5 separate regions of the Mus musculus genome follow, and all the other regions are linked to region 2. The links are chromatin contacts, called in public Hi-C, Micro-C, promoter capture Hi-C and targeted proximity ligation maps. All regions are on one chromosome and are shown on one strand. The core of a region is the stretch at or near the end of the contact, and the rest is flanking DNA. Distances in the headings are between cores, read along the strand shown. Region 1 holds the start of Vps13a (vacuolar protein sorting 13A). Region 2 holds the start of Gna14 (guanine nucleotide binding protein, alpha 14). Region 3 has its middle 31 kb from the start of C130060C02Rik. Region 4 holds the start of Psat1 (phosphoserine aminotransferase 1). Region 5 holds the start of Gnaq (guanine nucleotide binding protein, alpha q polypeptide).

Region 1 (4,765 bases), core at 594-3,093, 350 kb before region 2:
CTTTAACACAGTTCCTCATGTAATGGTGACTCCTAACCATAAAGTTATTTTTGTTGCTACTTCACAACTCTAATCTTGCCACTGCTATGAATTGTAATACAAATATCTTTCTTTTTCCAATGGTCTTAGACGACCCCTGTGAAAGGCTTATTCAGGACCCTTGTGGATACCCACAGTTTGAGGACTGACAAACTGGGGTTGTGGATGGGGAAGACTAGAAGAGTGGGTTCTGTCTATGAAGCTACAATGGAGAAGCCTTCATCCCTGTTGGGTAAGTACTTCCCACACCCACACTCCCATAACGAAGTCCTCAGATATGCTCTTTAAGGAAGCCCAACAAACTCATTGGTTCTCCAACGTGAACTTTGATGGAATCATATCTGCGTTTGTCCTTGGGGACCATAGGAGAAGCAGTCCAGTGTTTTATATCTTCTCTGGGATCAAATTTTAGAATAGGCTCAAGAGACGACACTGCCTAATAGCATTTGCTTCAGAGGACCTGAACTCCGTTGCCAGCACCCACCCACATGGAGGCTCACAACCTCCTGTAACGCCAATAACCAGAGAGCTATTCCTGAGGGTACCAGGTACGGATGTAGAAAACACTTATACACACACACAAATGAAATTTAAAATTGTGCTAAATAAAAACTCATTAAAAAAAACCAACATGGATGAAGGTTTAGAATCTTGATAGAAAAATCCATGAAAACAGAAGGGGTCCTATTTGGGAAGAAGGAATCAGTCAATAGGACAAGAAAGAGTCATGGGTAATAAACGACCAAAATATACACATTTATCAAGATGTTATAATGAAACCCATTATTTTGTAAAATATATGCTAATATATTCTTTAAAAGCTTAAAAAAGTTTACACTATTTTTGCTCTTTTTTTTTTCTGAAATAAATTTGAGATACTTGATGACTATGCACAAAATACACTCAGTGCCAAATCAGGATGTGCCTTGCGAAGAGAAAGTTGAAAGTGTACTGCTGCCTCTGAAATCCTCAGAGGATTAATGTCGGTTCTGTAAGTTGCACCTCTGTCTTGTGACCTCAGGACTTTGGGACCAATTTTCTCTAAGTCCAAGCGTGGAGCGGAGACACTACTTATTTTAGCTTGGCCACTAAGGCTCAGAGGTGTCTTTCTTGGTTCTTGGCAGGCTCTCTGCTGTCTCCGGACTGACTCAAACGTGCTACTCTTTAACATGACTGGCGGCTTTCACATAAATGATTTGACCGGAAAAAGGTGCCAAGAGCAGTTGCACATTAAGAACTTGGAATTTATCTCCCAACTTTACTCTCCCTCGCCCCTCCTCAGCACAGATTAGTAGCTGAGGAAGTAAGGGAAGGCAACTGAAGGGCCAGTTCGCATCCTTGCCAGGAGAAGGGAGAACGTCAGGAAGTACCCAAGCACCAAGGCTGGCCGAACCTCACAACTGGTAATAATGGGGGAAAAGCGTCCTGGGAAACTGCCTCAGGAAACTTCCCGCAACCTCGCACCAAGCTGTACACTCTCCACTCTTTGGATCCCGCGATCTTAGTTTTCTCTTTCGGAAGCGGCGTTCCTGTCGGTTATCATCACGCCCCGCCTCCTAGAGAAAGTTCGCTGCGGGTAAAAAGGAGAATCATTCCGGGGCGGGGTCTCCAGCGCTCGACTGGTGTTCTGTTGCTAAGCGACGGATAGGAGGCGCGGCCGGCGGGAGAGGCCCGGCGGTCCGCTCGCGGGCAAGGGCGGGCCCGCGGCTGCGCAGCCGCCGTCCTTCACTCTCGCTCCCGGCCGCGCCTCCAGTTCCGCGTCGGTCACGCCCCCACGCGCAGCCCGAGCTGCGCACGCGTGGTGCGAGCGGCTACCTTCCTTCTGTGGGGCTCGCGGTCGGGTTGAGGGGACCCGGCAGCACCCGCACCGTAGCTGGAGCGGGCCGGGAGCCGGTAAGCCGAGCCGTCTCGAGGGAGGAGCAGCCCGGGTAGTGCCGCGGTGCCCTCCGCGGCAGAGAGGAAAAAAAATGGTATTCGAGTCGGTGGTCGTGGAAGTGTTGAACCGGTTCCTGGGAGACTATGTGGTGAACCTGGACGAGTCCCAGCTCTCCCTGGGCATTTGGAAAGGTAACGGGGTCGCCGCTCCAGGGTCGCGGGAGACGGCGGCGCGGTTTCTCGTGGCTTCGGTCCTTGGCCAGCCCGGCGCCGCCACCTGCAGCTGCCCGCCTCGCCCTTCAAGTTATGTAAAGCGGGGCGGCGGTTCCCGGGCGGGCGGGCGGGCGGCGCGAGCCGTGAGGTTGGGGGAGGCGCTGGCTGAAGCCTCGCGTCCCGGTGGGGCCGGGTGCTGGTGACCCTTGGCCTCCGCTGGGCAAGGGAGGCATCCCTGGCAGTTTGGCCCCGGGCTGTCAGGAAGGCTCCGGCGAGCCCACGGGGAGTCGCACGCCGACTTGCACGTGAAGACCAGGCGCCGTCCGCGAAGACACCCTTCGTCCCTTCCCTGCCCCACTTCACCGTGCTTTCTAGGCGAGTTCCGGTCCGGCCACTGAACTTGGACTTGGGTGTTGCTTAGCTGGGACAGGCAAATGACAGGGGGAATAAAAGGAAAGGAAAGCCCCTTTCAGAGTATCTCAGAGTTACTTAGGTTTTCAGGTCGCAGCCTGACCAGGTGGGAATGTGGGTGTTTGTAAGACCTGAGTTTTTTGTTTTTTTAAAGAACGAAAAGAAAATGCAGGAAAACAGACGGTCAAAATGTAATTTGGGCTTTCCGTTTCTCGGACCTGACGAAGACGTGATGAGCACTCCTCTCTGTTGCTTAGATGGGAAGGGCTGCATCTACCCCTTCACTGCAATGATTTACCTAATACAGTGTCTTATTTTTAGTGTTTCCATCTGTATTGCATTAGACTCTTGTTTATTTTAAGTAGCTATTAGCAAGTAGAGGCCTTTTTTGAAATGAACGTTCCAGGCCAAAGTTAGGGTTAATTATTTGTGTAAATAGTGTGTGCATTCTCTGATAATGTACTTACTTAAAACTTTCTAAAAGTTCTCGTTTATCTTGAGCCTTCTCATTTTTGAAATAATGAAAACAAGTAATTTAGTTTTATTAAACAAACAAGCCCTCAATGTAGCTAGGTACCTTCTTCCACGATAACGTGGGCAATTGATCTGTAAGAGCTAGCACAGCCTCTTTGAGATCAGGTACTTGCAAGTTGCTTAGTCTGCGCTGCTTCTCAGTTGCAGAGTGAGGATAACAAAACTCTGTAGCTCAGAAAAAAAGCCTGGAAGAATATCTGAGCTGGTACCTGGAGAGATGGCTCAGTGGTGAAAAGCGCTGGCTACCTTTCCAGATGACTTGGATCCAAGCCTGGTGTCCACATGACAGCTTACAATCATCTGTCCCAGGGCATCTGCCTTTCTCTTCTGGCTCTAGGGGCCACTGCACACAAGCGTGTAGTGCACAGACATACACACAGGCAAAACACTCATACATACAGATGAAAACAATAAAATGAACAAGAAAACGTTACTTGAACAGTGGTTTGATTTGTAGTGAAATGTTTTGTACATTTAAGGTGCAGGCTGTGTAAACTATAATTCACCAAATTTATGTATTTAAAGTTTACCTAGAATAAAGTTGAGTCTTGTGAATAGTTTTGTTTTAATAAACCTTAAGAATGTTTCAACTATCTCAATAATGATACAAAAAGATTATAAGCCTAGGAAATTCCCACTTCTTTTCTTTGTAATTGATTCTTCCTCGAGTGGCAGTTACTTATCTGTTCACAGTCTGCTGGTTTGCTTTTATTTTTAAGAGTGTTATAAACTGAATCCTTTGGCTTTGTAGCTTTTTTCTTTTTGAGATCCAGTTTCACTATGTAGCCCAGGCTGGCCTGGAACTTAGAATCTTCTTGCTTTGGTTCCTGAGTGCTGGGGTTAAAGGCCTGTGCCATCACACTCAGCTTCTGTGTAGCGGCTTGAGTCAGGCTTCTTAACAGAATGCAGAGAAGTCGTCCATGCGTCATTCACGTCCTGCATACATCACCTTGTCCTGCTCAGAAGCACGGGAATGGCAGGACAAGGTGATGTATGCAGGACGTTAGGGCTTGTTATAGACACAGGTTTGCCATCTTTGCAGTATTTCCTTTTTGGCAGTTAAAGGGCAAGGTGCATCAGGTGTTAGTGTGAACATAAATTATTTCTTTGGAGTAAATGCCTAGCAGTGGGATTGTGAGTGGTAAGTAAATATGTAACTTTATGAGAAGTGAAATGATAGGATTTGGTTAAAGTCTGATTGTGTCTCCTAAAAGTTCTATGTTGGAAGCTTAGCCCCTAGTCTGGCACTGATAAGAGGTGCTGGATCTTTTAGATGTAGGCCTAACAAGGCACAGTGGCCTCTCACCTTAGCTTTCAGTTTCTTTTTGTGAGCTTTCTCTCTGTCTCTGTGTGTGTATCTCTCTGTCTCTGTCTCTCTCTGTCTCTCTCTCGTGTGTGTGTGTGTGTGTGTGTGTGTGTGTGTGTGATCTTCACCATAGCTGCTGCTATGCTGTTTGAATTTTCAGCCTGCAAAACTGAGCCAAATGTATTACTTTGTCTATAAGAACCAGTCTCGAGCATTTTATTATGGTCCCCCCTCCCCCATGAATCCACCCCTCAAACTTAACTAATACACCTTGACACTGATGTCTGAAATGGCTCTGTTATGTTGCACCATCACCAGTTTTGTATCAAGATGTAGCTGTGCACTATCCTCTTGAGCATTGCTAGCCTCACTTCTAAAATGTTGTTT
Region 2 (4,193 bases), core at 698-3,197:
GAAAAGGGCCAGTGTCCAACAATGGATGGGGGCTGAATGACACTCTACAGGCCAGAAGAAAGAGATCCTTGCCTTGGGGGAATTAATCAGACTTTAAACTCTTCTCTCTTTGTTTTAAAAACACTTCTTCAAAGGCCTTCTAAAAGCCTAAGGAGGCACTGGTAGAGATAGCCTGGACATTGAAGTTAAACTAAGGTGGGCCAAGGGAGACTTAAAGCTACTCTCTTGATGCAGGCTCCGGTGTCATCAGCAGAAGGTCCTGGTGTCAGAAGAGAGAATAGCAGTAGGGGTGTCACTTCCGAGGCGCACTTGCTATCATTTTCCCCTTTTCTCCAGTTTGTCAGTTTCTAGGGTTTCCTCTACAGTGAGGACAGAGCCTTCCCACCATGACCATACCTGGCAGGTAAAAACTATGCTGCACGTGGCCCCTGCAGTCAGACCCTCAACAAGAACCGAACCTAAACTGCGAGGCAGGCCGTTCCCCACCACCCACCAACAACTAAGTTTGGGGGTTCCCGCAGCAGCCGCCTGCTGGGAGCCCAAGGGCAAAAGCGAGCAGGCCCCGGGTTGGGGGGGGGGGGAGAGAAACTGACAAGGGTCCAGGAGTTGAGCCCTGGCCTGCTCTGAGATATCAGGAGTCTACGATCGAAGGTGGCCCAGCTCCCCAGGTGCAAAAAGACCGGTTCCCTGAAGGGACATAGAGAAACTCAGCACGCCACCCGGCAGGCTTGTTGGGACGGGAAAGAGCCGGGACGAGAACACCAGAGCTGCGCGCTGGATAAAGGCGGCCACTCACCCAGCAACAGCAGCTTGAGCTCCCGGCGCGCGTCCTTCTTGTCGCGGCGAAGCTGCCGCTCGATCTCCGCGCTGATGCGCTGAGACTCTTTCTCCTCCGCAGACAAACAGCAGCAGCCGGCCATGGCTTGCCACCTCGACGGAGCGACAGGGACCTGGAGCTTAACGCCCGGCCGCGCGGATTATCCGCGCCAGACGCAAGGTTTGAAGAGGAAACCACCTGAACCAACTATGGTATGGAGAAAGAGGCTCGGATCTCCTAGGCTAACGCTTTCTCGAAGGCAGTTCCGAGGTCAGGCGAGTCCTGAGCGCTTGTGTGGTCCGGGATCAGGCACCCAACCCCGCGCTTGGGAGGGAGAGAAGAGCGAACTGGGCAGTGTGATTGGCGCTGTCTCCAGAAGATGTGCGTCCCCGGACACTGTAGCTGGGTACCCAGGTAGGCAACGCACACCGCGAATCAAAAGTTGGGGCGTCGGTGCTGCTGCTAGAATGGTCTCTCCGGGACTGTAGGGTGTCGCAGGCTAGCAGCAGGTGTGGCCTGGCTTGCAAATAAAGGGCCAGCTAGTCCCTGTTTGCAAAGTTCCGAAAACCTCAACCCGTAGACTTTTGCGGAATGGAAGGTTCCTCCAGCACTGACCGCTCTATGTGACAGGAGGGGGCGGAGCGTCTCGAACCTGCAGCCAAGGCTGCAGGAGTTGCCTGAAGTCCTACCCCAAGCCGACGGTGCCTGGGGACAAAGGATAGCAACAAGAGGCTGGGTCGCAGAGTAGTCTCACACCTGCCTCCTTGGCGGTGGCGCCCTAGTGCAGGCAGGGCCACTTGCCAAGCTTGCTGTAACCAGCAGACACTGGCTGCCAGCCCCCTTCCCGCTGCCAGATCCGGGTTCCGACAGGTGAGGGAGTTTCGTCAACTCCCAGCCTCAGTGCCAGGGGTGGAGGCAGCGCACTAGCAGACCCGAGCCAAACGTCTGCAGCCCGTTCACACACCGCATGCCAGCAGCTAGGCTCAGGCCTCTTTTCCCACCTGAGGCTGAGCTTTGCCCACCAGCTTCTCCACCGCTCACACTTGGGGTTTCTAGACTGGCTCCCTCTGCTTCCCGGATGCCACAACTCAATTTGGGCTTAGTGCAAGCCTTGGGTCAGCTTGTAGTTTGCCTGCCTAGTGCAGATGGGCCTGCTGGCTGGCGTAGGAACTGCAGCTGCCTTCCGGGGTCTGGCAAAAGAGCAAAGGGCTAGTTAACGCCTCCCAGCCGGTCCTACCTCCTGGCACCGGATGAGGGGGCCAGGGACTGGAGGGGTGAAGGAAAACGGCTGGCTGCTTTGCATTTGATGATGGAAAAGACTTCTGTTTGTAGAAAGAGTTGGCACCTTCCCGGCACACCTGGCCAGTTCCCTGCCCAGCCCTGCAGCCAGACTGCCGCCTCGGGACAGCTCCTGGAACTCTGCGTGTGGATGTAGGAAATCTGAAAGAACCCCTGACAACTCAAATGCACAAAGTTTGCACAAAGCAAACTACTCTGATTTTGTCTGTGCAGATTTAAAGGTGCGGATAAGGGATCCTCGGGACCAGAGCAAATCTTCTTTGCCTTCTATTCAAGTTGGCATATGACATGTGCACGGTTACGGAATCAGACGCTAATTCTTCCTCCGTGAAGAGCAATGGAAGCAGAAGTGGGGCGCTGTGGTCATTATATAAGAACTTGGCAGCTAATGTTATCTGGCTGCTAAGTCTTATTTACTTTACAGTTTAAGAAGTGCGGACCAATCAGGCTTTAAAATGCCCTGTATTTTAGTATCCTTCCAAGCATAATTGACGACAACAGTGTCCCCTACTGGAAAGTTTCTGGATTTTTTTTCTCTCTGTAATCTGTCACCCACTTTTCCCTTTAGCTCCTACAGGTGTTGAGAACACCACCATTGGCTCCTCAAACTAACATCTCAATCACGGCTTTTAGTCTTCCACAGATATTAAAACCAGAGCAAATCTGAATTCCAAGTTAACTGGAATAACTGACCTGTTCAGTCTCCAGTTACTAGCCTTCCAAAACAGATCCTGACAGATCGTCCCTGGCGAACTTGGCGGTACCTACCGGAACCCTTGGTACCTACCGGAACCCTTCAGTGTTCCCATTCATTTGATCAAACCCGTATTCCTTGTATAGGACACGGTGCTGAAGAAGTCCCACAGGTTTATAAGCAAAGATCTCTATCTTCAGCTAACAATACAAACTCAATGAGTAAAATGTCAACAGCAGGAAATAAGCCAAATTAACTATGTTTGGTCCACATAGGACAATATTATGTATCCATTAAGGTGATCTATGAGTAACATTATGTCCCAATGAATAACACCTTAGGATGTTTGGGTGAATGACAGCCTGCATACAGCATCGTGGTGTCACCATCTACCTCAGGGCTGGGGATGTAGCTCAGTGATAAAGCCCTCTGTGCATTTAACATCCAGCACTGGAAAAAAAATCATACCTTCCAATGATAGCATAACCATTCTAGCTTGTATAAGAACACTTGGAAGCATCCATATGCCATTGTAGCTGAGTAGCCACGAACTCAGTACACTGCATTCCCACCGTTCACTCATGACGACAGAAGAACAACAAACTGGGGAGAATCTTCAAAACACATCCGGCAGAAAAGACAAGGCACAAACATATAAGCAGTACAACGGAAATGGTATGGGGAGAATACACACCTGCATTTTTAAGAGCATAGAGTACTTATATCAGGAAGGTTAGCTGCTCTGAGTCAAAACTGGCTGGCTGATTTTAAATTATCTGATAGAGGTACCCGAAGCCCCTCCCGTCATGTTTAGATTGCACTTTCCTTAACCGTGAGCAGAGCAATGGACTAGAATCCATTCAGGGGACTCACCCAACTCTAACATTTAATCATTTCTTCAATGATTTTTCACACTTAAAAAAAAAAAAAAAGGCAAGGGATTGTAGAGCTGGCTTAGCAGTTAAAAGCCCTGGCTTAGGACCAGGTTCCATTGCCAGCACCCACTAGGTGGCTCACAACTGTAAACTCCAGTTCCAGGGAATTCAACACCCTCTTCTTGCTTCTGCATGTGCTGCACACATGTGGTGTGCAGACATACATGTAGGCAAAATACCCATACACATAAAACACATTTTTAAAGATGTTAAAATAAATGTGAACTTTATTTTGGGGGACATCAAAAGCTCCTGAGAACCATACAACGGACAGCACAAGGCAGTTAGTTTCCTATTCCTGTACTTATTTGTTTCTCTTTCACATCATCTCTCAGACCTAGGGTACGAGATCAGGATGATTTCATGACATGATATTTGAAGCACCTTTCCAGGAAAGGCTGGCTTTAAAGGAAGCGCTTACTCATGGGCAACACTTCTCCTCATCATT
Region 3 (4,462 bases), core at 1,737-4,236, 420 kb after region 2:
CATGATCATGCAACAGCACTCATGTGGGGGTCAGAAGACAACTTGTAGGAGTCAGTTCTCTCCTTCTATCCTTTGACTACTGAGGATCAAACTTAGATCACTACCCTTGCCGGCAAATGTTGTGGGGAAATATTAACAAAGAAACTCCAAGTTCCCGGGCTCCATCCAGCTACTCTCTGCCCGCCAACTGTCTGGTGGAACCGGAGCTCCCGAGTTCCCTTCACTGCCACGCCAGCCCCACGCACTGATCATCCACCCCGTGTCAGCCACCACAACACCCAGCAAACCGGTAGAAACAAAACTCTAGAAGCTTATAATTAACAAGTCAGATTTATATATCAATAAATTCTCAAGTCACAAGATGCCCACACAATAATTTCAGAGCCAACTGATAATGATACAGGCTGCCCACCTAGAACACATGACTTATCCCAATTATTCTATCCCTATATGATATTCATAACTACCTGTGACTATTTAAAACCACGTGGGATCAGGATCTTCTTCCTGTCCATCTGCCTCCATCTTGGCTTCTCCTCCTCCCTCCTCTGAGTCGCTCTCTGTCCCTGCAACTCTTCGAGCTGCCTCCCCTTTCCCTGTCCAATTGCAGGTCTCCTGCTGCACTAATATTTTAATGTAATTGGACAGGGAAAATCCTGCCACAAGCAAATGCCTTTACCTGCTAAACCATCTCGTTGGCACCTTGATCTCTAACTCTCAATGTCATTAGTTACTGAGTCAAAGTTTATCACAGGAGTACCTGCTTGCTGAGTTATTAGCCACATGTATGTACCTCAGTGCCAAGGGAAAGGAGAGGCTGCTGCTGTGTTAGATGGGAGATGGTAGATACTTTTATTTATTTATTTATTTATTTACTTACTTTTTGAGACAGAGTTTTTGTATGTAGTCGAGTATCCTTGAACTTATAATCTTCCCTCCCCTTTCTCACAACTGATTGTATTTCAGGTATACACCTTGTATAGACAAGGCTTTTAACTTTGTTGTTATTTCATATGTGTTAAACATAGAAAATGTGCATGTCTCATAATTCCAGGAAGAGTCTGTATAGATGTAGTTGTTGTTGATACATTGACAGGGGTTAGCAGTTAGAAGGGGGTAAAGTTTTATTATTATGTTATGACAGCAAGATAGTCCCAGAAAAAAAAAATCTATGTGTAAGAGCATGGCTAAGCCCCAGAGACCTAACTAAAGCTACCTGCCCTTCTCCATGTAAACAACACACTCAGGACACGTGTAAAAAATAGAATAGCTTATACCCTGGTCAGCTTCTATATACAACTACATGGAAGAGAAGAAAGTGAGACACGGTCTTCCACTGTCTTTGGGCTACTGAAATTTGGAGTAAGAGTTCTTTCCTGTGAAAGGTGGATAAGTTGTTGAAGTGTGCTCTGTAAGATGTTCATCTGCATGCATCCTTGGTCTCTACTTCTTGATGGCAATAGGGCACCAACCTCTCCTATCTGGGACAAGAAAAGGTTTTTATAAACAATGGTTAAATATTTCCTGGGGACAAAACACCCTTGGGTAAAAACAACTAGAAACAGAACAGCTGGACTGTCTCTGGAAGGGGACGGATTGGCTTGTTGGCTCGTTGGCTCAGCTTTGTCCGGAGGCAGAAAGGCAAGACACTAGTCATTACATAGAAGCAGACTTTCAAATGCAGCATCCCACCCGCATGTAAAGTCAAACAAAAACATGCAGGGCATGGTGGGAATGCTCACCTGCCAGGACATGTGATGACACTCATTATGATTGTCAACCTTATTTTCTCAGGTGAGGAGAGACCAGAGTTGTTTCTTCCATTTCCATTTTTGATTGCTTGAGATTTCAAAGGAAGAGTGAGGATACTTGGCAGTCAATTTCTTTTCTACTCTTACTGGGCTCTTGGGACAGCAAAGTGAAGGATGTCCTAGGCAAGTCAGGACAAGCTGATGATCCCTTCAGAGCCCAACAATATTCTAATGCAGTCGGGCTTCCCCCAGACTTGGAGAAATTCCCCCAGTATTAATCACTTATCCCTCAGAACCTCCTAGAATCTGTTTCATTTAGTTATTGTTCCCAGAAGTCTCTGAAGTGAGTCACAGCAGACATTAAATTAGTTCAAGGGTTATGGGTTCTTTCAAGCAGGAAATACATCTTCTATTTTCCTTTCTATCCTTTTATTTTTATTGACATATAAATTCTGCAAATGTATGGGGCACAAGGTAAGGTTTCATTATGTAGATACCCCCCATGTAAATTAATGATATTCAGACTGTCTCTCCAGAGTTTGTACTATAACCAAAGAAGGAGAAAAAAGATTCCCTGAACTTGACGAAAATGAATTTTTCTCTAACTAATTCACTGAGTAGAAATTAATATCCCTCAACAAAAGTCCTCTCCTCTGTTGAAATGAAAGTCTGAGATAGGTTACAGTGTGCCAACTTCCCCACCTTCCTTTTTTTTCTCTTTCAGATAGCCTTCTTCCCTCACACGGACTCTCAGTTCCTCTTTTCTGCAGCTGTGGTCTGGGACATCTTCCACTAGGATGGGTGGAATGGGTGCCAACACTTCTAAAACTGGACTAATCCAAACCCACTCATCTGACCACTCCGAAGTTTTGAAGGGTCAGCAGAGCATGGCAGAACTTTGACGGATTGGCTGATACACAAAAATTTCAGAATGAACTCTTTGTGGCGGCATCAGCGTGCTTCTGAGCAGTTGTTTCTCTGGATCCCTGCAGACGGTATAATCCAAACTGCTTTGCTGCTGCTAGCAAGAGCCTAAGAGAAACATAAAGTCTTCTTGGTAACAGAAGGTGGACGAGGCAGCTAGGGCAGAGAAGTGCTTTATGTTCCAGTTTGCTTCCATTGCTGTGATAAAACCCACAACCAAAACAACTCGGGGAGGAAAGGGTTGATTTATTCATCTTCCGCTCGATGTCACAATCCATCTGTGAGGCAAGCCATGGCAGGAACTCAGGCCAGGAACTCAATCAAGGCAAGAACCTGGAAGCAGGAACTAAAGCAGAGTCCACAGAGGAACTCTGCTTACTGGTCTGCTCAGCTTGCTTTCTTATATAGCCCAGGACCAGTTCTCTAAGGGTAATATCATTCACAGCAGGCTGGGCCCTTCCACATTAATCATCTATCAAGAAAATGATTCAAAGACTTGCCTAAAGGCCAATCTGAAGAAGGAATTTCTTAACTGAAGTTCCTTCTTCCCAGATCACTCTATTTTGTGTCAAATTGACAAAACCCAACCAAGACAATCTGTTTCCCATTCTTGGTATACTGTCAATAAGAACGCATATGTTCCGTTAGATGCTCAAAACTCCTTTAAGGGCATTAAGTAAACCCAAGTCCTGAAGACACAGCATGGCACACCCTTCTGAGTTTCCTTTCAGCTCTTGGTCTTGAGTTATTTTCTTTTTCTTTGCAGTCTCCATGTCTATTTACATGGCCATTGTTTAAAATCTGATCACCCTCCATGCCAAATCTTTAACCTCAGCCCCTCTAGACAAAGTCATGAGCTAGGCTCACATCTGTGACTCACTTTCTTCCAGAGTCACGAGGCTCCATGGTGGAAGTTAGGGTGGGTGTCAATAAATTAGAAGACCTAGGGACAAGCTACATGGATCCAAGGCTGAGTTGCTTAGTCATCTTCCTATATTCACTCCAAAATAATAAGAAGAAATGACATTTGGAACCACCACATGCTAAGAATTTATCTTATGTATTCATTTTTTGAGACAGTGTCTCACTTTGTACATTTGGCTTTTCTGAAAATCAATATGTAAACCAGGCTAGCCTTGAACTCAAAAAGATCTACTTGCCTCTGCCTTCCAAGTGCTGGGGTTAAAAGAATGTTCCAGAATACCTGACTCACATACTAAGAATTTAAATTCTGGATGCTGCACAAATGAGTATGCTCTAGTCTTCAGAAGTAAAGTGACTTTTCCTTCTTAAAATATTTGTCCAAAATTATGACTGAGTCACACAATAAAGGGTGAAACAAGATCATTGAGAACTTTTAAAATATTTCTCCAGTTACCAGGCTTAAGCTGCTTATATCTTGGAAGCTCTTACTTTTCTGAGATGCACAAAGATAGACAGCAGGGAACCAAGGTCATTACGTAACTGCTTAGCTCCATGTCTAGCATCTGAGGTCATGATGGCATCTGTGCTTGCAAGGCTTTGGGTAGTTCTTCCCTCCTGCTGTTGTTTACAGCCTATTTGTTCTGTCATGGGTTGGTTCAACTCTGTGTCTAAAGCTTTCCTCAATGGATTATGACAGTCCTAACATTTCCCATTATCCATCATCCTGAGGTCTCCATTACACCTTAGGGTTCACCATCCTAGCTTCATCCTAGCTTTCAGGCCCTTCTGCTGTCTCAATGGCTTTCTGGAACCTTGACATAACCTCTTTAACCTCCATGCTTTTCATCCTTCATTTCTACAAA
Region 4 (4,201 bases), core at 87-2,586, 510 kb after region 2:
ATCAGGCTGGCCTTGAACTTAAGGCTTACCTCTACTTCTACCTCCCCAGTAAGACACCGCCTATCTCCAGCTATGTAAGTTTTTAAACTAAGGTGCTGAAGAAGGCCGTGGACCTGGCTTTATTCGGCCTTTTCTAACAATTTTGCTCTACTACTCCCAGACTCAAAGCAGTGTTTCTGTTCACAGCCACACCCCTTCTACAGGTTATGGGAAACAAACAAGAGCCCAAATGCTCAAAGGCTGAATTGCACGCCTGTCAAACTGAGGCCACAGATGCGGAGATCAGCATTAACGCTCAGTAGGCACGGTGCCTATTCCTGCCATCCATTGTACAAAAGAACTTGGGAAAATGTTTTCATAGTAAAGGAATCTGGGTGAAACTGCAAAGTAGAGGGAAAAATGCTTTTAAAATGTTCTGGACTTCAAAAGAACTACCCTAGCATAGAAGGGGCCTTCTTGTTCCAGAATCTCAAGCGAGCCTCCAGCACAACTCCTTTGAAAAGGGAACTTGTGTGGAAAAGTTTGAACAGATGTGGCACTGTGCCCAGCTCGGCTCAGGGCCACATTCCTCCGGCCCTGACTATATTGTGCTCCCGTTAATACCTCCTCACAACTTGAGGACCTCCTGCACAAGAGCCAACATTCAGGTTCCTGCTCCTCAGTTCATGAAAGAGATAATGAGAGAACAGAGACTCAGCGACTTGAAAGAGGCTGTCCGCGATGAGGGTGGGGGTGGCGGTAGGGGTGGGGTGGGGCTGCCCCCAAAGTTCGTAGCCACCCGTGGGGCAGTGAGCTAGAGCGCAAGTGCAAATACAAAGGCTTCGTATGTGATTTTTGAGACAGGGACCCTCCACGTAGTGTGGCTGGCCTCCACGTAGCTATCCTCCTGATTTACCCTGCTGGGATTATCAGGTGCACCAGGTCACAATCCTATGACCGCACTCTTCAACCATTTCTACACGCTGCACCTCCTTCTTTGAGTGTCCTGTCTCTACGTCGGAGTGTCTGTGAGGGTCTTAGGAAAGTCCGGTGAACAGTGGGGACTGGCTCTGGGACAAATGCAGCATAGCCCAGCTCAGCTGGAGGTGGGCCAGGAGCAATGGGTTTGCGCGCCACCTCGAAGTTGTTCAGAGGCCAGGGCAGGGGACTCTGCGCCCAGAGGTGCGCGAAGGCAGAAGGCACCTCGCCACGCGGGTGGCTGGTGCAATCCCCTGCTCTCTTGCGTTGACCGCTAAAGCCGATTGAAATTCTAAACTCCAGGAGGAGTTGATTGATCGTAGACTCCGATAGTGAGCGTGGCCAATAGGGAGGGGAGCTTCTGAGCGAGAGCCAATCAGTGAGCGGCCTGAGACAGCGAACCAATGGAGCGCCGACTCAGCAGGCTGAAGCCCGCTCTGCCTTTGCATCCGGAGACGCGGGCTGTTCGCGTGGTCTCTGCTCCTGCCACTTCCCCTGCTGTCGCCTTAGCACCATGGAAGCCACCAAGCAAGTGGTTAACTTTGGGCCCGGGCCTGCCAAGCTGCCACACTCGGTAAGGTGGCTGGGGTTTGGTCGGAGTGCGGGCATCGGGATGTGGGGCGTCGGGATGCGGGTGTTGAGATACAGACAGCGGTGAGCAGGGATGCCGCCGTGGAGAGATAGTTGCTGAGGCCGAAATGCGCTCCTGTGCACAGACGCGGGCGTTCACTTCCAGCCGGCCTCCTGGTGGCGTGGCCTCTGCGGCTCCCGCGTGCACAGGCGAGCGTAGGAGTGTGAATGAATGGGCGGTCGGGGCGGCACGTTTCCTTCCGGGGAGCGCAGGCTAAGCTCCGGGCGCTGGGAGCATAGTCCTCAGAACTCGGAAATTGAAAGCTGCCGGCTTCTCCCTCTTCGCCTCCACCGAACCCACCCAGCCCTTAAGCCTTTCTCCTGGAAACCTGCCTGTCTCCTCAGACTCTGAAAGGCTTTGGTCTGTTTGGCCAAGTTCCATTCACTTGATCGGTGTGTCATCCCGTCCCATCCTGCACGGGTTCCTCCCGCACCCCAGCTGTGCGGAATGAGATGCCTCTCGTGGCCGGGAGCCCATGGACCAGCTGTCCAAGCTGCTATCTGGTAACCGCTTGCCACAGCTCGCAGGCATGGCCAAGAATTGTACAATTATCTTTTGTTGAACCCTGGCGATCTCCCCGGGACACCACGGTCTCTGTTGGGGTAGAAACAGGATAGTGTGAGAGAGGGAAAGACGCCTTTCTTTTGTAGGGACAGCGACACAAGCTGAGAACAGGGCTTTTTCTGCAGCCATTGCAGTTCATCTTACATGACGGTCTTTGGTAGAACTGTGGGACCTTCTGGGAGATCTCCCCCACCCCCATCCCTCTCTGTTTTGGAAAGCTCTGGGTTTTTTGTTTGTTTGTTTGTTTGTTTGTTTTGTTTTGTTTTTGCCAGGTTAGGTAAGGCAGTGTCTCTCAGTACAGGCTAGCCTAGAATTTACTTTGTACCGCACGCTGGTTTTGAACTATTCCTGCCTCCACCTCCCAAGAGAGCAGTGTCTTACTTAGGGTTACTATTGCTGTGATGAAACACTGTGGCCAAAAGCAACTAGTGGAAGGAAGGGTTTATTTCACTCACAGTTCCCTATAACAGTTCATTATCAAAAGCAATGAGGACAGGGACCTGGAGGCAGGAGCTGACGCAGAGGCCATGGAGGGGCGCTGCTTTCTGGCCTGCTCTCCGTGGCTTTCTCAGTCTTTATAGCACTCAGGATCACCAGCCCGGGGGTGGCACCGCCCACAGTGTCAAGTTGACAAAAATAGTCAGCATGTAGGAATTACAGGCATGTGCGATTAACTTCAATGTAGTAAGCCTTCTTGATTTAGTTTCGAAGCTTTCAAAATTCATGTATGGGTGTGTCTGTGTGTGGGTGTGTGTACGCGCATGGGTCAAGTGCCTGAGGAAGTGACTTAGAGGTGGTTGTGAGCTAGCTGATGTGGGCTCTGGAGCTCCAACTGCAACTCCTGGAAGAGCAGTCTGTGCTTGTCCCAGCTGAGCCATCTCTTCCATGACTTCTCCGGCCATCATTTAAAGGAAGGCACTTGGAAAAATTCACTGCTGGAGTAAACCTCTTGTAAATCTTAAGCTCCAGGGTATCGGAGGTCTTCTGGCTTCAGAGGGTAGATGTACAAATAAATGAATACTAAGATAAATTAAAAAAAAGACTGAAAATAAGTTCAAAGATGGTTTCAGATAGTAGGGGGACGGGATCTGGTAGAGCTCCTGCTTGCTGTTTGCTGAGGCAGGTCCTGTTTAATCCTGTTGAACGCACAAAACCCAAGACTCTGTCCCAGGTGCTTCTTTTAATAGGGATGTGTTCACTGAAATTTAACTTGAATGTTTTTGATTTATATATATGTGTGTGTGTGTGTGTATCATACTCCTACATATATAAAAAACTAAGATTCTGTTTTTGTTGCAGGTGTTTCTTTTAGAATATGAATGTATAAACTAAAATTTACTCAAATTGTATATATATACACACACACTATATATATATATACACATACATATTGAGATAAACATATATTACACACACACATGGCCAGTGCAGTTTCAACATAAAATTTAATGATATCTTGTTCTCTCTTTCTCTCTACCTCTCTCTCTTTTTAAGCTAGATTAGCAGGATAGGATTTGTACCCTTGTCAGTCTTCTACAGGTTTAAGTTACCGAACTCCTATCTACGACAGTTCTTAAATGGTATCTCTTCTTGTTTGTTTGAGATAAGGTCTCATTATATAACCCTGGCTGACCTGTTACTAATTATTTAGACCAAGCTACCTTCAAACTCAGATATCTGCTTACTTCTGCTTCCCAAGTGCTGGGATAAAGGCTCCTGTCAGCACACTGGGCCTTAACTAGTGTCTCGATGGCATCTACCAATTAGATTCTTTCTCACAGCGAGCGTCTCACAGTGTCTTTTGCACTTGGTGTTTAATTTTAGAGCATTTATTTATTTTTCTGTCTTTGTTTTGAGACAGGGTCTCTTTACAGCACTCTGGCTGTCCTAGAACTCTCATAGACCAGGCTGGCCTTGAACTCACAGAGATCCATCTGCGTCTGTCCTCTGAGTGCTGGGCCTAAAGGCATGCACCCCCACACCCGGCCTGAACCTTTCTTTATTATGGATATCTTTTATTTACCCGCCAGGATCCATTTCTTGTCTAAG
Region 5 (4,274 bases), core at 1,057-3,556, 300 kb after region 2:
AAACACGTGTCTTTCCTCTTAATTGTATACTGGATCAACATATATTTATCCCACTTGCCCTTGCTTCTCCCTTCTCAATTAAAAAAAAAAAAAAAAGATAAGACATTCCATTTTCAGCCTTGAGAAGAAACAGAAATGATGAGGGTGGACAGGCTTACCCAGTTTCCCCATTGCTCTGGCTTATTCCCCCTGAAACCCATCTTTCTAGTCAGCCCCTTGCCTTCTAGTCTTTATGAACACATTATATGTGCACATTTACCTAACTGGATTTCAATATAAAGACCTTGGTTAAGGGAAGGGAACAGCATTGGGAACCATGTGTGATTATGATATTTTGCTCCTGACGATAAGCAAGCCAGGCCCCAAGGTAATGGGTTCTTGGAGCCAGCACATGGAATGCTCCAGATAGCAAAAAAAAGAAAAATGAAAAGAAAAAAACGGGGGGGGGGGGGGTGTCTTCTCAAATCCCAACAATGCAACATTCTTTTCTTACAGAAATGTTTGTGAAGCGGTAACAAATAAACACAAGTGCAGACATTTTTCAGGCCTGTTCCTGCAAAGCAGTTCTTGCTTCCTACCACAATAGCAATAGTTATGTCATGCTAGCTTGTACATGGACCCTGATCGCTTGATTCCGAACACTCTCTCGGAGATAATAATCAATATAGCTCCTATTTGAAAATAGCATTTTCTTGCTAATTTCATGTTAAGGGAGAATGTTGGGTTGTTGTTTTGTTTTGTTTTGTTTTTTTAAACGCGATCAGAGGGAAATTTTCTCTCACTCTTCCCGTTTTTTCTTGGAGCCCAGATGGCAAGATACTAAAATGTCCGTTTTAAACAAAAGGTTTCTGTTTGTTTCCAGGAGAGTAACTGAGAGGCTGCGCTGGTTTCCAGTAGAAACTGCTGTGAATTCAGGCATACATCTGGGTCGCCTCATTAAACAAAAGACACCCGTCTGCTGTCAACAACCACACAGTACAACACTCCCGGATCCTTCATCTTTATCCGGAAGGAATGGTTCATAGAGACGCCTGTCACCATCCACTGGCCATGCAACTCTCTGGGGTCACTCCTGTCAGTGGCCTGGTGGCTACAGTATAGCACATTTGGGCTAGTCTTCCCGCCCCGCCCCTGCCCAGTACGTTAACCCGGGTTTATTGGAGCGCCAGCCAAGGCTTCCTCAGCACCTTTCCTAGCAGAATCCAGACCGGGGTCTGCTCCCCGTTTCCACCCTTCCCTCTCCACCCCACAACGCGCCACAATGGACGCTGGCCGACCACCGCACTGCACGCCATTGCCCACCCGCGCCGCTCGCGCGGACGCTCAGCCGTCCCGCAGACGCTGTGCACCGAGCACGGCCCTAGCTGACACCAAAGGCGCACGCCGCGGATCCGCGCCCGGGAGCCCCGGCCCTCGGCCCCTGGGTGCGCGCGCGCGGGTGCGGGTGCGGGTGCCGGCCGGGGACGCGCGTGGGGAGGGCAGCGGCGAGCCGGGGCGGGGGGTACCGGGGCCCAAGGGCCGCACTCACCCAGCAGCAGCAGCTTGAGCTCCCGGCGGGCGTCGCGCTTGTCCCTGCGCAGCTGCCGCTCGATCTCGTCGTTGATCCTCCGGGCTTCCTTGGCCTCCTCGCTCAGGCAGCACGCCATGATGGACTCCAGAGTCATTCTTCCGAAGTGCCTCGCTGCAGCCCCGCCGGCGCCCTGCTCACACGCGCGCACACACGCCCTCCGCCCTCGCTCCCCCGAGGCAGCGGCGGCCGCGGAGCCCCGCCGCCCGGGCGCGCGTCAGGGACGAGCTCAGGGGAGCCGCGGTAAAGGAGGCGGCCGGGCCCGCAGCCCAGGCGGGCCGGGAACGAGCGGGGCCGGGAGCCTGGGACGCGCGAGGAAAGGCCGCCGCGCCCCGCCGCGCTCACACGCCGCCTTCTCGGAGAGCGCGCGGCCCTCCAGGCGCCGCCGCCGACGCTGCCCAAGGCTGTGCGCCCAGCGGCCCGAGCTCATCCACCGAGGCGGCCCCGCAGCGAGCGACCGCCGACGGCTCAGCGCGCCCGGCGCGCCCGCTCCTCGCCGCCGCCGCCGCCGCCGCCTGACTCGGCTCCGGGCGCCCTCGGCCTGCCCGCGCCCACTCGGCTCGCTCGCAAACCGGGCAGCCGGCCGCCGCGCGCTCCCCGCCTCCGCCCCCGCCTCCGCCGGACGCCCACCCGGCCCGATTGCCAGGCGCGCCGCGGCTGCTCAGTGCTCGCCCTCCCCCTCGCCACACACACACATTTTCTCCTTTCTCTGAACTGGAGCACAGATCCGGGAGGGGGCGGCGGCGGCGGGAGGAGGAGGAGGAGGACGGGCGCAGGGGGCGGGCACAGCGCAAGGGGCGGGACCGCGGCCCCTCCTGGACAGCTCGCGCTCTCCTCGCCCCGCCCCCGACTGCCCGCCCCGCTCGCCGGCCGCCTCCCTCTGTGCGAGCTCCGGCGCGGCGGTCACGGCCGTTGGAGCGGGTCCGGCAGGCGGACACCGACCTTCGGCTGCCGCTGGGCTGCCGGGGCGTGGTCGGCGAGAATATGGCGGCCTCGGCCTGCCCTCTGGCCGCTGGCGCTGCGGGAGCCCTGCCGGGAGCCCACGCGCTGCGCTCCGGGCCTCTCTGCAGCCGGGCTGCCCTTTCCTATTTCTAAAACGCCATTGGGAAGAAGCTGCCTCGAGTGGCCTCTGACCCAAGATCCATCTTAGAAGATGGGATGCTCTTTACTAGGGAAGAGAAAGGATTGTCACTGGCTCTCTGGGGGTTACTGAGGGATCTGTGGACGGAACTGTCCTCCTTATCTCCAGATAGGAATCTGAATCCTAAAGAGAAAAAAAGAAGCTGCCCAAGTTTCCAAGAGCCTCCTGATCCGTTCCAACTTTTCGGGTCACTGAGGTGGTTTCTGTTTTCCTACCAGCACACTACGTTAAACAGTCTGGTAATGTAGGATTGACCCTTCTACACCGTGACAGTTAAGGATGACTTCTGGGAGAACGCCAAGTAGTACAGAATGAAATGAAAGAGACAGATATGGTGGCTCACACCCATAAACTCCACACTCCACAGGCTGAGGCAGGAGAATTGCTTCCTGAGCAGTATGAGACCTTGTAGCAAAGAAAAGGGGGAGGGAGAGAGAATAAAATAGGAGAAAGTGAAGAAACTAGTATCATTGGAGCAAAATTCTATTTGGTTTTTATACTTCTAATTTGAGGTGGTTTACTAATAAATAGAAAATATCTTGTTCATTCAAGGTTGTATTGGGGAAAAAAAAAGGTTCATTCAATTCAGTGTGTCTCAAACATCAAGAGGAGAATCGTACTATTTTTCCTGACTTTATAGATAGAAGTGGGCGCCTCCACATTTCATGCTTTTCATAAACTGCTCCTGTTGATCTGGGCTGCAATGTAAGATCATACCCATTGCTGCAACTTAAGAATGAAACAAGTCTTGGACTTCAAGGTCTCTCCTCTGGTTTGCCTTATTCTCCACCACCACCACCACCACCCCACCCCATCCCCCACCCCCACCCCCACCCCCACCCCCACCCCCCCACCCCCGTGATACACTGCATGCATACATTCAGCCTCTATGCCAGGACTCAGATGGAGTTGTGGACGTAAAGTCTGTATGTAATACTCTGCTTTTAAAAAAGATACCTTGCCAAAGAAGCAAAGAAGCAAAGAAGGTGAACCTCTCACCCCTTTTATATGAATACCATCAGAGCTGGTGTAGACTAGCTGTGAAAATGAATATTTAGATACTAAAGATTCAGAGTCCAAGGCAGAAATGTAAAATAGAAGAATTGGGCAAGAATTGCAAGTAATACCCAGCCCCCCCTCGTGGGGGTGGGGGTGGGGTGTGTGTGTGTGTGTCCTAGAGAGACACAACAAGCTGGAAAACAAAACGATCAACATTTCATGTCTGGTTTCCTAAGGAGCCCCTGAGACAAATTGTGCCTTTAAAGTGTCAGTAATATATTTTGCTTAACTGACCTCTTTGTTTGTCACTTCTGTCTCAGCCCCAGGGACATGCCCTGGTACAGATATTTAAATTGACAAAAAAAAAAAAAAAAATCAACGTATCACTCACTGGAAAGAAATCAGGAAGTAAGGAATGCCAGCAATGCACAGGACAAAGTTATATAAGGACATCAAGAGGGAAACAGGAAGAGAAAATTCCAAGCATAAACCTTTGATGGATCTGGAAAGCATTTGCTAAGCAAGTGTCCCTATGACTTACATCAAACAAATGGAGTCCATACAGAA

What was found. Promoter capture Hi-C pulls out the DNA fragments that hold promoters and counts their contacts. A called contact is a pair of places that touch in the nucleus more often than the background predicts.
Region 1: a contact with region 2 is called in a promoter capture Hi-C map of the HPC-7 cell line. A contact is called at or near these places in 7 of 39 promoter capture datasets (the HPC-7 cell line, HPC-7-derived erythroid cells, cranial neural crest and 3 more), 8 of 484 Hi-C or Micro-C datasets (the HPC-7 cell line, the N1E-115 cell line, embryonic stem cells and 3 more), 1 of 130 datasets of targeted methods (astrocytes) and 1 of 9 other capture datasets (liver).
Region 3: a Hi-C map of bone marrow-derived macrophages shows a contact between it and region 2, with 15 read pairs. A contact is called at or near these places in 3 of 39 promoter capture datasets (cranial neural crest, embryonic stem cells and neural stem cells), 1 of 484 Hi-C or Micro-C datasets (bone marrow-derived macrophages), 1 of 130 datasets of targeted methods (stem cell-derived neural progenitor cells) and 2 of 9 other capture datasets (adipose tissue and macrophages).
Region 4: a targeted proximity ligation map of pancreatic cancer cells shows a contact between it and region 2.
Region 5: a Micro-C map of embryonic stem cells shows a contact between it and region 2, with 2.3 times the contacts expected there. A contact is called at or near these places in 4 of 39 promoter capture datasets (embryonic stem cells, hippocampal neurons and liver), 12 of 484 Hi-C or Micro-C datasets (the N1E-115 cell line, Sertoli cells, cerebral cortex and 4 more), 12 of 130 datasets of targeted methods (bone marrow-derived macrophages, craniofacial prominence, embryonic basal ganglia and 8 more) and 3 of 9 other capture datasets (adipose tissue, embryonic stem cells and liver).

What each region holds. Positions count from the first base shown.
Region 1 is chr19:16,778,011-16,782,775 of GRCm38.p6, reverse strand. Vps13a (vacuolar protein sorting 13A) reads left to right here and starts at 1,843. Exons shown (of 72, transcript NM_173028.4): 1 at 1,843-2,106. The coding sequence starts at 2,007.
Region 2 is chr19:16,433,421-16,437,613 of GRCm38.p6, reverse strand. It overlaps Gna14 (guanine nucleotide binding protein, alpha 14), which reads right to left and starts at 1,947. Exons shown (of 7, transcript NM_008137.4): 1 at 797-1,947. The coding sequence starts at 920.
Region 3 is chr19:16,013,910-16,018,371 of GRCm38.p6, reverse strand. No RefSeq gene overlaps it. Among named protein-coding and RNA genes, the nearest start is that of C130060C02Rik, 31 kb to the right of the region's middle.
Region 4 is chr19:15,922,194-15,926,394 of GRCm38.p6, reverse strand. It overlaps Psat1 (phosphoserine aminotransferase 1), which reads left to right and starts at 1,336. Exons shown (of 9, transcript NM_177420.2): 1 at 1,336-1,531. The coding sequence starts at 1,472.
Region 5 is chr19:16,130,716-16,134,989 of GRCm38.p6, reverse strand. It overlaps Gnaq (guanine nucleotide binding protein, alpha q polypeptide), which reads right to left and starts at 2,306. Exons shown (of 7, transcript NM_008139.6): 1 at 1,529-2,306. The coding sequence starts at 1,664.